Linked DNA regions of Mus musculus: region 2 is linked to region 1. The links are chromatin contacts, called in public ChIA-PET maps. All regions are on one chromosome and are shown on one strand. Each heading gives the region's core, a stretch centred on a gene start, on an enhancer-like site or on the middle of the called end of the contact. The rest is flanking DNA. Distances are from core to core; before and after follow the strand shown.

The links. ChIA-PET counts read pairs in DNA pulled down with a chosen protein or histone mark.
Region 2: a contact with region 1 is called in an RNA polymerase II ChIA-PET map of memory CD8 T cells, with 26 read pairs. The contact joins the promoter of Taf5 here to the enhancer-like site in region 1. A contact is called at or near these places in 4 of 39 promoter capture datasets (the 3T3-L1 cell line, cranial neural crest, embryonic stem cells and 1 more), 3 of 115 datasets of contacts at active chromatin or transcription factors (memory CD8 T cells, pancreatic cancer cells and stem cell-derived neural progenitor cells) and 1 of 9 other capture datasets (liver).

What each region holds. Positions count from the first base shown.
Region 1 is chr19:46,615,493-46,619,456 of GRCm38.p6, forward strand. The region is part of intron 2 of Wbp1l (WW domain binding protein 1 like); the gene reads left to right. Among named protein-coding and RNA genes, the nearest start is that of Wbp1l, 18 kb to the left of the region's middle. Within about 2 kb of position 2,094, at least 71 of the 459 cell types and tissues checked have an H3K27ac peak or open chromatin away from gene starts, as enhancers often do. A contact at or near this core is called in embryonic stem cells and memory CD8 T cells, where this site is marked.
Region 2 is chr19:47,065,530-47,069,493 of GRCm38.p6, forward strand. It overlaps Taf5 (TATA-box binding protein associated factor 5), which reads left to right and starts at 2,219. Exons shown (of 11, transcript NM_177342.3): 1 at 2,219-2,797. The coding sequence starts at 2,236.

The DNA of each region.
Region 1 (3,964 bases), core at 844-3,343:
TGTGTGTTGCAGTGGCTGCCATCATGAAGTGCATGTCAGAGCTTGGCAGAGTCTAAAAGGCCAGTCTCCCGGACGTCAGCCCTTAGAGCTCTACCTCGGTCCCTTTGATCGCTATCCTGGGCATTTTCACACCTCTGTTGTGCCCTTCTGGCAAATGGGGAGAGTAATATCCTGAAATAGACATGAAAATGGCTTATACATTTTGACTCTTTTGAGTTGATTTTCTACATTTTCTTGGCTTGCTTGAGTTCTTGGTCCCTGGGTGTGTCTCCTGGGGACACTGTTTTGAGCACAGCAACCTTGGAAGAGTTTTGTTTCTTAAGATTCTGGCAATGAAGAGCCATGTGTGTGAAGGCAAATAAGCTGGTATCTGCCAGCCCATTTGGGGGTGGGGGGGGATAGTTACTCTGGACTGGGAATACAATTCTCAAAGTCTCAGGAGGCTGGAGAGGTGGTGGCTCAGTGGTTACTCAGTGGAGGACTCAGTGTGAGTGCCAGCACTCACATGGTGACTCACAACTGTAGCTCCAGTTCCAGAGCATCCGATGCCCTCTTCTGTGCTCAGTGGGCACATAACGTACATGTAGACGAAATAGACACATTAAAAAAAAAACACTTTAAGCTCTGGGGGGAGGCCTGGCCCTGCCCTTCCCCTAACTTGGACCCCGGATGAAGGCATTTTTGAAGTGTATTGGAAGCATAGGGTTCAGGAGTTGCTGTGACTGGACATGGAGTGACATGGGGCTAAGCATCCCTTGCCTGTGTGGCGCTGTCCTCTTGAGTTCTGCCACCCTCTGTTTGCACCCGCTTGGCTTGTATGCTCTCACAGTCCTTACAACCTGCAGGCTGGTTGCCTAAATGCTCTCTCCTGGCGTTTTTTGACCACGTAACCTTAAATCTAGAATAGGTTTGGTTTCCTCCTAGTTATAGGGCGGAGGGGCTGGTGGTAAAGGAAGGATCGCCCGAATAGATGATTAGTGTAAGATCCAGGAAGGGAGGGGCACAGTACCGTAAGCTGTGCTTCCAGTTTGTTCCTGTTTAATCTCACCATCCTTCATGCTGCCTCCAGGCACTGCGGATGTTACCAACCCAGAGCTGGGAGACCGGAGCTGGGAGACCGAGCTGGGTAGCTGCTCCCTATTTCCCATAATCAAAAAACCGTGTGAAGCGGTTAGCTCGTGTCCAGGTCCTCCCTGGAGAAAGGGAGTTTTGCCCCTGAGATGGTTTAAATACTTGTAATTCCTCAGCTGAGAATTAAAGATGAACAGATTGTGAGACACAAGGCCCCTTTGGTGGACTACAAGTCTGTAGTCCTAGCACTTGGGAGGTGGCTGGAGATAAAGGTCTGTTAAGTTGCAAGTTTGAGGCCAGCCCGGACTACTGGAGACTGGCAGTCTCAAATAACAATAACAAAAGGCACACACAGGAGGGTTTCCTAACCCCTTCCTAAAGTTTCTCGAACCCGAGGTCAGATTCAGGTATTCTCCTGATCTTGTACTGGCTTGTCGGGTTTTTGTGGCCAGGAAAATGAAATGTTACTAGCACTCCTGTTTTGCAATTCCTTCCTTCCTCCACTTTTTCCCCTTGTGTATGTATGGTGTGTGTGTGTGTGCGCGCGCGCGCACATGTGTACATGTGTACATGTGCATGAGACCACAGGTTGAGCGTGGATGTCTCCCTCAGTTGCCCTCTACCTTATTTTGTTGAGAAGAAGACTCTCACCAAACCTAGGTCCGTGCATGAGATTTACAGAACCTAGGTTATCTGAGACTTTTATCGAGCTGCTCAGACCTTAGAAGAGGAGCTAGGCTTGGGGTGGGGGAGGACGGACATGAGGAGTCGCAGGAGGGGGTGGAGCACCACTAGGAGGCTTTGTGCAGATGCTGGGACCCATCATCCCGGGCTGCTTCAGGTTGGGATGCTGCGAGCCCTTGCCTTGGGTCAGCCATCACTGCATTTGCTTTCCCACCAAAGAGTGGACCACGTTATTTTTGTCTTGCCCAAAGTTTACATAAAAAGTGAACGAAGTCAGCTTTGGTGGAGCCCAGGAAGCCCCAGTCATGCTGAGGGAGTTCCATTTCCTGTGGCTTCTGGGTGTGAATCATACAGGTGATGTGACCTGGTCTCTCTGTTGTTTCCGTTCTGTCACGATCCTCCTATTACAATTTCCTCCAGTGCTACAGTTGGAGCTAGGGTCTCACACCTCTCATGCAGCAGGCAAGCACTCAATCCCGGAGAGGCATCCCTGGCCCTTTTATTTCAGTGCGGTTTAGGATACGTGAAAAGTCTCTGCAGACGGCTTGCTAATTCCCATGTGATTCTTGGCTATGCACCTCTTTGGTTAGATGTATTTATAAGGTCAGAAAAACACCCAGATTTTGGCACAAAAGTAGACTCTTCTGTCCCCCTTGAACAAGTCGTGCTCCTGGAAGTGTCTGTTCTTCGTCAGTGATGCCTAGAGTCACCAGGAGCTTCAGTAAGCTCTAGACCCAAGATAGCAGACACCCACCCATCAAGTGAGTGTCTGCGGACTGATCGTTCCAGTCCAGAAGCATTCTCTTACTGGGTTGCAGAAGTGGGAACTGTCAGTGAGTTTTAGCTTGTGTAACTCTGACGTCCTTCCCTCCATGAAAACATGGAGATTAAAGCAGGATCCGAGGCCCATGCCTATCCCAGCATGAGGGGAAGGCTGAGACCGTAGGACCACTGAAGGGCATCCTGAGCTACATGGATGCCACAGGGACCTCAAAGTTGTAGTAATCCTCCTGCCTCTGCCTCCCGAATACTAGGCTTACAGACACGCACTGCCTTGCTTTGATTCTTGCCTCCTTTTCTTTCTTCCTCACATGTTCTGTGTGTGTCCATCATACTGGGCTCCACAGAGTGTGCTTACCCCCCATACACACACACACACACACACACACACACACACACACACACACGAGCTCCTCTTCCGTTCTTGCAGCTGCTTCTTGCGCCATTCTTCCTCAGGAGCTCTTAGGCTGACGTCTCTACCCAGCCCTTTTCTTTATTACGCAGCGCCTGTGTTTGTCTCCGTGTGTGCTTGTCTTTGTCCAAAACCGGGTAAGGAGGGTGAGGAAACTTCCCGCTTGCTTTGACAGCACATAGACTAGAGCTGTCAATCAGAATTCTTCATCACACTTCCTCCTGGTGGCTGGAGGCAGCTGTTGGGTATGAGGTTCCCAAATGAGTCTGGGAGACAATTTTAATTTATATCAAAATACGATTTCTGCGTGCCAAAGCCATTGCGGAGCCACGTAGGCCTGGGTGAAGTGCTCGCTCCATCTCCTGGGGCTGGGGGGGGGCACCCTAAATGAGTTACCTCATTTCACTCAAACTTAGGTTTTCCCATCTGGGACATTGGGACTCTCAGTCTCTGCTGAAGCTTCCTTTTCTGGAGATGTGAATGTTACTTGATGTGGAGCGCGAGGCTACCTATTGCAGCTAAGGACTCTGCTCAGCCACCTTCCCTGAAAGGCCCGGAAGAAGAGAGGAGTCTTGGGCTTTCAGGATGCTTTGAGGAAGGAGCAAGTCGTGTGACTCACAGAACTCCTCCGTGTGTGTGCGCTCGCGCGAGGTGTACGTTTCCTGCCTCAGCACGTATGCTGAGCGTCTGCCCTTGTCCAGCTCCCGGACACAGATAAGCCAGGATTCTTGGTTTCTGGCAGCTGAGCAGACTCCTGCGTGGCCGCTTGGCAGCAGTCTGTGAATGTTTGTCTGGGGTGCAATCTGACCCGTGGCATCTCCCACGATAATCACTTCAGGATCATTTTGTTAGCGCATAGCTTTATGCGTATTGAGAAGTGCCCCCACCCCCAACTTCCGTGCTACTCTTTTTCTTCAAGTGAATAAATGGGTCTGTGCTCGACGCTAAGAAAAATCAAAAGTTTGGATGTTTTGTGTTGCCCAAACCTCTGGAAAGGAGGCTGTCTTGGGGGCCTGC
Region 2 (3,964 bases), core at 969-3,468, 450 kb after region 1:
GTTCATTTTAGTAAGTCTAACAGCATTTCTGAATTTTAGACGCCAAAAGCATCCTTGAGAAATATTGCACACACTATCAAATATCTACAGAGAATAAAATCCTCTAGTTGGGTTTCAGGAAAAATAGCAACAAAGAATAGAATCAAAATACTATGAAAAATACAACAGTTGAAGAAAATAAACTAAATAAATGTAGCGGTATAGCTGTAGGCTAAAAATGTATTATTGTACTGAAAAAAAAAAAACAGGTAGAGAGGGAAAAGGATGGTAGAGGAACTCTCTGCCAACTGACCTCGAAGACAAAACTGTACACTGGCACTTTCCTACAAGGGGGAGCAGGACAAAGAAGAAACATTTGTAAACATGCTTACTAAGTATGAAGAACTACAGAAAAAAAAATGTCAGAATGAGGACTGCAGAGATGGCTCAGAGGTTAGGAGCATTGGCTGCTGTTGCAGAGGTCCCGAGTTCAATCTCCAGCAACCACATGATGGCTCACAACCATCTATAATGAGGTCTGGTGCCCCCTTCTGGTGTGCAGGCATACATGCAGGCAGAACATTGTATACATGATAAATAAATCTTAAAAAAAAAATGTCAGAATGAAACAGTAACCTGTGAAATGAAAGGAAATCAGAAGGGCAAGAGCTGGAGAGAAGGAGTGGGCGCCCTTCAAAGACCCAGACTGACGCAGAATCTGAATGATTAAGGACCCTGGGAGCAGGGAGCAGAAAGGAAGAAGACAGAAACAAGATAACAAAAGGGTCTCCTAGGCACCCAGTGACTTTATTTCTTCTGGTGAAACAGGAAACACTGTACTTGAAGTCATTAGCCTCAGCTAAAGCACAACGTGGACGCTGGACTCTCAGAGACCCGCGTAGAGAGGACAAAGGTGGCCATACTTCCCCAAGTCAGACACCTTCTTCCCATCTCCTTCCAAGTAAGGGCTGCTGTTGTAGCCCAGCAGCAGAACACTGCCTAGGATTCAAGAGGCAGGGTGAGGTTCACTTCCTAGTACTGCCCCAAACAACAACAAAATAGTAACAATGGGTAATTAATACACAGTAGAAACATTTTAGTCATAAAAACGTCTATATAAAAACTTTTTAGCTGGACCCCTACACTTGGAAGGTGAAGGCAGGAGGACCAGAAATTCAAGGTCCCCCTTAACTTCACAGCAGGTTCAAGGCCAGCCTGCGTGCATAAGACCCTGCCTTAATCTTTTCTTTAAAAAGGAAAAAAAATTTTTTCCTTAGGACAGAAATGGTTTATTTGGTAACAAGGAATGAGAAGAAATTAACTTTTTTTTCTCTTTAACTTTATAGTTGATTTTGTTGTTGGTTTTGGTTTTGTTGTTCTTGTTCTTGTTGGAGACAAGGTCTCCGGAGACAGTGTAGCCCTGACTGATCTAGAACTTGCTGAGGCGATCCTGTGACCTCTATCTTCGGCTTAAATTTATTTTTAGAAACTACATCCAGCTTAAAGGCTTTTTTAAAAAAAATAAACGATATAACATATACTGTAAAGTTCACAAAGCTAGATTTTTACAGGAATAAAAAGTGAAAAAGAGCCGGGCGTGGTGGCGCACGCCTTTAATCGCAGCACTCAGCGGATTTCTGAGTTCGAGGCCAGCCTGGTCTACAAAGTGAGTTCCAGAACAGCCAGGGCTCTATAGAGAAACCCTGTCTCGAAAAAACAAACCAAACCAAAAAAAAAAAAAAAAAAAGAAAGAAAGAAAAACTGAAAAAGTAACCACTGCTCAGCCCACAGCATCAGAGAGCCTTTCCAGTAACTAGGAGGCCTCTTTCTGATAAATGCTATGTGCTTTTGAATTAAATACCTGGGCGTGAATCGTTTTCTTCGCGTGTGATTTTAGCATGGTATTTAACCTCTTTGGATTCTGGTTAAGCCGTCTGTAAAGACTCCAGGGATTAGCACCTTTAAACTTGTTGAATTAAAAGAGCTCGTATAATATAAAACGGCTATCTCATCGCCTGAATGCAATAAACGGTAATTAGCAGGCAAATGCAATAGAGACTGACGGTAAGCAACTCCCACTTCCTGCCTGCCTTTCGCTCGGTTTTGAAAGTAGCTCTTTCTCGTGCCTTTTCTCCTCGCTAGCTCCTCCCACTGCCGTAAATGGCCTGCCCCGGCTGTCGTGAAACGCCCTACCCCCGCCCTCCATGTGGCGAAAACGCAGTCACGCTTGACGGCGCGAGGTGGCTCAGCCGCAAGATGGCGGCGCTGGCGGAGGAGCAGACGGAGGTGGCGGTCAAGCTAGAGCCTGAGGGACCGCCGACGCTGCTACCTCCGCAGGCTGGCGACGGCGCAGGCGAGGGGAGCGGCGGCACTCCCAACAACGGCCCCAACGGCGGCGGCGGCGGGAATGTGGCAGTGGCAGCGGCGGCCGGCGGGGACGGCGGGACCCCCAAGCCTGGGGTGGCTGTCTCCGCCGCTGCCCCGGCGGGGGCGGCCCCGGTGCCCGCCGCTCCGGCGGAGGCCGGCGCTCCCCACGACCGACAGACCCTCCTGGCCGTGCTGCAATTCCTCCGGCAGAGCAACCTCCGCGAGGCCGAAGAGGCGCTGCGCCGGGAGGCCCGGCTGCTGGAGGAGGCGGTGGCGGGCTCCGGAGCTCCGGGAGAGTTGGACGGGGCCGGCGCGGAGGCGGCCAGCGCGCTTCTCAGCCGGGTCACCGCTTCAGTTCCCGGCTCTGCGGCCCCCGAGCCTCCGGGGACGGGCGCCTCGGTGACCTCGGTGTTCTCGGGTTCAGCCTCAGGTCCTGCGGCTCCGGGAAAGGGTGAGTCTCGGGCTCCCGGGCTGAGGAGCGCCGGCTGGAAGGGGAGCTAGCCGGGAAGGCGAGGGCTGGCGGGCCTGCACCTCTGCGGGCTTGTTTTGAATTTCCTGGGCCCGCCTCTAGGGCCACACGCCCGCCCCTTTCGCTCCTGCGCCGGCTGCGCAGTCAAACCCTCTTCTGAGCTGTCAGTTCCAGCCAGAGGCTGAGCAGCAGGGCTGTGGAGTCGAGGGAGGCGCCAGGGACCGGGGATTGACAGAAGAGGGGAACCTTAGGGGTTTCGGGGTTTCTGCTCTTACTTAGACTTAGGAACCTAGGATTGGGTTCGCGTGAACACGAGTATCGTACTGTCACATTCCCATACTACTATTGTACAGCAGGTACTTTCCGTGTCTTGATTTTTCACAACTGTATAGTTCTCATCTCTCCTTTTGAGACGAGACAACGGACTTTTTGAGCAAAGCCGGAAGGGCTTGCTTTGGATAACACCTCCAGAGTGGAGGTTGTAAGTGTTTCTTAGAATGTGGGCTGAGAACCGCTGGTGTTAAGTGTTTTAGAGGATTTCTGAGCATCACTTAAGGCTTATTAAACTCTGTAAGGGCAGAGTCTGGGAATCTGCCTTGCAGAGCTTTTGAAAACTCTTAAGTCTACGGGCAGGAGTGGGGCAGACCTTTTTGTCTCTGTTGCTTTTTCTTGTGTGATGTCAGTTAAAGGTTTTTTTTTGGGGGGGTTATTTTATTTTATTTTGCCTTTTTACTAAGTAAGTTATTACGAGTCTAAGATGTAATGAGTAATGTGCCTAGTTCTGAAAGTTTAGTTCCTGACTCCAGTTACTGACAACCCATGTCCACGTTTCTCCCAGAAACTTGTCACAAATCCATATCGTAAAACACTTTCGGATGAAGACGCTTGCTGCCATGTATGATCCCCTGAGTTGGGTCCTCAGAACCGACACGGTGGAAGGAGAGTCCCAGCTACCTGAAACTTGTCTTTAATATACACCAAACTTAAAAATTTTAAACTCGGGGCTGGAGAGATGGCTCAGTGGTTAAGAGCACCGACTGCTCTTCCGAAGGTCCTGAGTTCAAATCCCAGCAACCACATGGTGGCTCACAACCATCTGTAATGAGATCTGATTCCCTCTTCTGGTGTCTGAAGACAGCTATGGAGTAC